Regions from separate parts of the Mus musculus genome. Here region 2 is linked to region 1. Evidence: chromatin contacts called from public HiChIP or PLAC-seq data. All regions are on one chromosome and are shown on one strand. Each heading gives the region's core, a stretch centred on a gene start, on an enhancer-like site or on the middle of the called end of the contact. The rest is flanking DNA. Distances are from core to core; before and after follow the strand shown. Region 1 has its middle 4.1 kb from the start of Gm24464. Region 2 holds the start of Mill2 (MHC I like leukocyte 2).

Region 1 (3,049 bases), core at 340-2,839:
ACTCTCAGCATCCTGTGCTACCTGGACCTCACCTAGGGTCTGCCCATGTCCTTCCTGGGAGGCAGCTGTCCTCTGTCTAGGTAATTCACAATGGAATTTGACAGGGAGAGCTGGAAACGAGGTACTCAGGATTCTCTGACAGAGTAATGTGCTTAGTAGGTCTGAAAGACTGCACAAAAGAACTTGAGGTCTATAGGATAAGGGATGGAGCCAGGCTATGAAAGAACCTAGTGGGGAAACCCCCACTCAGCTCCCGATTCGGCGTGCACCCAAGAATCACGAATAGAACACAACACCTTGATGTAACAACACAAGGTATTTTAATTGCGGAGCTCCGGGTCGAAACGTATCTCACACAGGAGACAGTGGATTCAACCACGAGGCTTGGAAGCTAGGGGTTTTTATAGAAAAGGAGTGGGGCTGGGGGAGGAATTGGCGCGGTTTCACATGATTGGTCCATTTAAACATTAGCAGCCTGTAACATTTAACTTAGGTCAGAGGGGTGGGAGATAGGGAGGCGATGGGCCTGCCCGGGCATGTCCTGGTCTGTTCTGCTATGTTCTCAGCCCCAGGTTTTCAAAGCTCACAAACAACTCTTTGGGCTATTTGACATACATTACATGAATCACAGTTTTATTTCCTTTCAGCTACACCCTAAGCGCATGGTTCCTGAAATTGCTTTTCTGAGTTTTCTGCCATTCTGATCACGGTAAGAGCCTTAGGAGACTGGGCAGACTCTGAAGCCTTGGGCTGAGTTACTGCACCATCTAGTGAGCAGCAATGGAATTGCACCTCATTCTGTGTGCTCTCCAGTTAGCAACTCTGGAACATTTTGCCAGCAGGAAAAAAATTCCAGGAAGAGCGCATCAGAGGACAAACACTTCGCAATAGGGCCTGTGTCCTTTTTCCATAACCTTGGAAATCCTGAGCTTCCTGTGAGTCTCATAAGGCCATCCAAACAGCTGGTGATGGCCTGGGAACCCAGATTGTCCTGTCCAGCTATGTATTCCTGGATGAGTCTCTGTGGAAGATGCCCAGGGTAACTATCATAACTGTGGCTCTCATGACAGTGCACTAGATAGCAACACATGCCATGACAGCCTTGTACCATGTCAGCTGTAACAGGAATCCAAAACTAACCAATGAAAAACCATTTCCCAGTGTCACTTGTAGTCTAACCATCACAGAGATTTGCAGCCAAGGCTTCCTGGTGCTCTGTGGACTCCATGGCTTCCTCAGCTAGGGCTTATCCAAAACCCACAGAGTCTATAATAGGGCTATGGGGATGTTGAGAGGCCCAAGGGTCATGTCTGAGTCTGACATTCATAGGCTGAGTTTACCCAGCACAGGATGGATAACTCTCCATGAAAAGACAGGTGAGAGGTTCTAATGTTGTTGGTCCACCCCATATGTGCACTGCACTAAGTGCCCAAATGCCATTCTGAAGGCACAATGCACTGGTAGAGAGAGTAGGCACAACCCACTCCTCACAACGAACATATGAAGTAGAGTAAGACACACCCAGCATTGGGAAGCAAGACAGTCACTTACTGTGAACATTGACTGTAACCTCCTTCAGCCTAGACAGGCTGGTTCAGACTGTCCGGCACTGAGGCGGAGCCACCTGCCGTGCTGCTTCTCATCCCTCTCCTTTGATGTGATACTGCCTGCCGCCTGCCTGAAGGATGGGATCCCCTCTTTATAAGCGCAGATTTTATCATCAATCATTGAGCCTTGATCAGAATCCATCTCTCTCTCTCTCTCTTCTGCCTAGTTTCCCTTTCTTTCAGCTCCAAGATGCCTCCCAGGCTCGAACCCAGACCTGAGAGCCGCAGGCCGGCCCCAACAATTTGGCAAAACAATGCGGGGCGTGGGAATGGCAGAGGACATTTGGAAGAAACACTGCTGGTTTGGAGCTCCATGGAAAAAGAAAATAATTAAAGAAAATTCGTACCGGAACATGAGAAGCAACAGGCAAAAAGGTTGCTAGGTATGGTACGGGCTAAGCTGGAACAGCGCTAAACCCGCGCGCTGGATTCACTTAGGTTCAGCAGTGAGATACGGGATCTAGGAATGTAACAGGCAGTTAGCCGCAGCTTCCAGAAGCTGCTTTTTAGATGAGAGAGGTAAAAGGGTTTGGATTTAACAATCAGGCAGATTGGCCGCAGTATAAGAACTGCATCAGGTGGGAGGAAAATGTCCCAGAAGCAGAGAGAAATTTTAGGGGACGCCATGCTTTATTCTCTCTGGGTCCTACAGCAGCCTTCTTTGTGTTTTTGTCTAAGGTCTTGTCTAATGTCTGGTGCACCGGTCTGTCCATGTGTTCAATTCATGTGTGTTCATGTCTAGTCATCTGAATGACTGAATTTTCTGTGTTTTCATTTTGGAAAATAAAAGATGGCTAATACTTTCTCTGCTGGTATAGCAAAGCCTAGAGGGGCCACACACTTTAGCCAGGATCAGGCACAGCAGGAGGGCCCCTGCTGGAAAAACTGTTTTTTTAAAAAAGGGGAGTCTGCAGCCTCATAGTTTGGGGGCGAAATAGCTGATAGATTTTTTTTTTGTAAGAAAATTCTCTGCAATCGTGATTATTGAGTTTAGTTAATGACAAAGTGCTTTTTATTTTATAATTATAGTTAGAAAAATTAATATTCTCTGATTGAATCTAAGTGTAGCTGCTTCATTTGGTTTTTACTGGAAATGTGCTCTGCCTGTCTTCACAATCATTTCATAAGTTATTGGTTAGGATTAAATAATTATTACATTGGTAACAGAAGGTTAGCCTTAAATTGGCAATTCGGGAGTCTTTTCTAACACGTGGCATAAGAGGGCCAAAAAACTGGGCCTCCTAAGATACTTCTAGATGAGATAATATTTAAGGTGATTCTTATCCTAGAAAGTAAATTTAAAGATAAGATTTAAAGCTTTCACTGTCATGCATTCATAGGTATAAGTTGGCAGCCAAACTTCGTAATATGATAGTAATGCTTCTAATATTGATTCTAAAGATGATAAATTGTTTTGAAATTGGGTTTTGCTTTCCCAAGGT
Region 2 (3,049 bases), core at 365-2,864, 91 kb before region 1:
TGCATTCCCGTAACCCCTCCTCCCACAGCTTTGAGGAGCAGAGACAGGCAGTCCTGAAAACTCACTGGTCAGCCTGCTGGAACCATGAACCTCCACGTCAGCCAGAAACCCTGTTTCAGGAGAGTAGAGGAAGATCCTTGCTGTTCTGTCCTGTGCATATCCTGCATACCTGTTGCAACACACACACACACACACACACACACACACACACACACACACTATTTCCTATTGAGAAAATTAATTCTAGCTAGCCAGCCAGGCAGAGCTCTATGGATTCAAGGCCAGCCTGGTCCCAGGATAGCCAGGGCTACCCAGTGAAACCCTGTCTCAAACAACAAGCAAGAGACAACAACAATAAAAATAATTATTCCAGATATTAAAAGAACAATCTTCTATAGCTACCCCTGGAACCAAGGACTGGAGGGGGAAGAGTCTCAGTTGAGTGTTTTGAGCTTCTACTCCGCCCCCAGCTCCTCCCTGATACTTGCTCAGATAGTTCCCAGACAGACAGACACCCTCCACAGCTTGTCTCATCACAGGCCCCTACCACTCTTAATCCTCAGTTTTCTCGGGCTTCACAGTCACTGTAACCTGACAATGAGCAAAGACACCAATCAGGTCCTCTCCAGACACAGCATCCAGACCTCTGCCCATGGTGTGCAGACACTCACCAACTCCCTGTTTCTTCTGGGAGTTTCTTCAGGGCAGGGACACTAAATGCTCCTCCTCCCGCCCCGCCCCCCCCCCCCCCGGTCTCTGTGTCAGGCCTTTTTTTGTAGTCTTCCCCTGCAGACATCCCTTTTCTCCTAAGAAGGCCACCCACTGAGGTCTAGAAAAGGGCTGCCTGTTCCTTCTTGCAGGGGCTTCCGGTGGTAGACCGCGTACTCCAATAGTCATGTGTCCTCCAGCTGACAATAAAGGCTCCCCAATGTAACCCCACGCCCCACTTATGTCAGCTCGGGGAATGTTTTACGAAGGCTGCTGGGCTTGCTAAGCCTTCCTCCAGTTTCAGTTTCCTCCGCTCCACCCTTTGCCTCTCCCTCCCGTACTCTTTCCTGTGCCTATGCGCTCTGACCTATTCCTTACGGTTGGGATTCAGAGCAGAGAGCAGGGGCTGTGCCGCCTATTTTACACACCAAAGCAGACCTAGCCCCTAGGTTCTCCCGGTATCCCTCAGTCCCTACCTACCTAGCACACCCGGACCTCTACTCTGAATTTTCCAGCCCAGGGTCTGGGCTTCTCCTCCCCCAGAAGATTATTATTTTCCTTTATAATCCAAACATTTCTGGTCCTCTTCTCTCTCTGTGCACACACACACACTCTCTTTTTCTTCCCCCTTTCCTCTGTCTCCCTCTCCGTTGTGACTTCCCTAGTTTGGTTCCTTGGGACAGCCATTTCTCTATGTACACTCTAATTTCACTCATTTAAACAGTGTGACTCATCCCTCCCCTGCTTACAGGGATGGTCCCCATCCTGCCCAGAGCTCACCTTGGATGCTGGATCCCCGTGAGTCTCTAAGGAGCAGCCCTAAGATCAACAGTAGGACTGCTGGTCTGAATTCTCTGGGCTTTCCAGAACTGGCTTTCATTTTTCTCAAATGGAGTTTTGTGCAAACATACTCCTCCCTTCAGAGCTCCACCCATCAGCTAAGTGACGAGAACACAGTCCTGGCTGTCTTCAGAACTCACTTTGTAGACCAGAGATCTGCTGCCTCTGCTGGGATTAAAGTTGTGTACCACCACTCCTCTTTTTATTTTTAAGGTCAGATGAGTTACTCACATCTGAATGTCTTCTAAGACACTCCGATATCTCTTACACCAACAGATTCCTCCTGATATTGTCAAATGAATCACCATCAAAAGTAGTTTGAACAGACTGGTGAACACAGCTGAAGGGATGTTGAAGGATGTCCGAAGGGTCCATACCTTGTAGCTTCTGTAATAGTCCTTTGCCAGCTCAGAAGGGGAATTGAATGCAAGATGAACACAGCCCAGGTCAGTAACTAATTGCCTGAGAATTAACAAATCTAAACTAACATTGTTTAAATAGTGTTAACTGGGATGGAAGCTTTTTTGTTGTTTTGAGTCAGGATTTCTCTGTGTAACAGCCCTGGCTATCCCAGAGCTCTCTTTTTAGACCAGGCTAGCCTTGAACTCACAGAGATCTGCCGTCTGCCTCTGAAGTGCTGGGATTAAAGGTGTGCACCGTTTATGCCAGGAGACTACACTAACATTCTTATGATGACAATAATGCTCTATTTTCCGTATGTGATTTTTAATTCTATTCCATTTTCATTTATGCTAAAGGGCTAACACTGGCTGTACTGGCTGGTTTTGTGTGCCAATTTGATACAGTCTAGAGTCATCAGAAAGAAAGTAGGCTCAGTTGAGGAAATGCCTCCAGGAGATCCATCTGTAAGGCATTTTATTTTATTTTTTTCACTTAGTGATCAATGAGGGAGGGCCCAGCCCACTGTGGGTGGTGACAACCCTGGGCTGGTGGTCCTGTGTTCTATAAGAAAGCAAGTTGTTGAGTGAGCCATGGGAAGCAAGCCAGTATGCAGTATTCCTCTGTGGCCTCTGTATCAGCTCCTGCATCCAGGTTCTCACCTTCTTTAGTTAGTTCCTGTCTTAGTTAGGGTTTCCATTGCTATGAAGAGACACCATGACTAAGGCAAGTCTTTTTTTTTTTTTTTGGTTTTTCGAGACAGGGTTTCTCTGTATAGACCTGGCTGTCCTGGAACTCACTCTGTAGATCAGGCTGGCCTCGAACTTAGAAATCTACCTGCCTCTGCCTCCTGAATGCTGGGATTAAAGGCGTGCGCCACCACGCCCGGCTTAAGCCAAGTCTTATAAAGGCAAACACTTAAGTAGGGTTGGTTTACAGTTTCAGAGATTTAGTCTATTATCATCAGAGCAAGAAGCATGGCAGTGTGCAAGCAGACATGGTGCTGGAGAAGGAGCTGAGAGCTCTGAATCTTGATCTGAAGGCAACCAGGAAAAACTATTTTTCAGGTAGCCAGGAGAGTCTCCTCTGACATTCATGCAAT

The links. HiChIP or PLAC-seq counts read pairs in DNA pulled down with a chosen protein or histone mark.
Region 2: an H3K27ac HiChIP or PLAC-seq map of embryonic stem cells shows a contact between it and region 1, with 2.1 times the contacts expected there. The contact joins the promoter of Mill2 here to the enhancer-like site in region 1. A contact is called at or near these places in 2 of 39 promoter capture datasets (liver and second pharyngeal arch cranial neural crest), 1 of 484 Hi-C or Micro-C datasets (embryonic stem cells), 3 of 115 datasets of contacts at active chromatin or transcription factors (embryonic stem cells and epiblast stem cells) and 3 of 9 other capture datasets (adipose tissue, embryonic stem cells and liver).

Annotation. Positions count from the first base shown.
Region 1 is chr7:18,747,736-18,750,784 of GRCm38.p6, reverse strand. No RefSeq gene overlaps it. Among named protein-coding and RNA genes, the nearest start is that of Gm24464, 4.1 kb to the right of the region's middle. Within about 2 kb of position 1,589, at least 45 of the 459 cell types and tissues checked have an H3K27ac peak or open chromatin away from gene starts, as enhancers often do. A contact at or near this core is called in embryonic stem cells and epiblast stem cells, where this site is marked.
Region 2 is chr7:18,838,531-18,841,579 of GRCm38.p6, reverse strand. Mill2 (MHC I like leukocyte 2) reads right to left here and starts at 1,614. Exons shown (of 6, transcript NM_153761.3): 1 at 1,489-1,614; 2 at 66-110. The coding sequence starts at 1,588.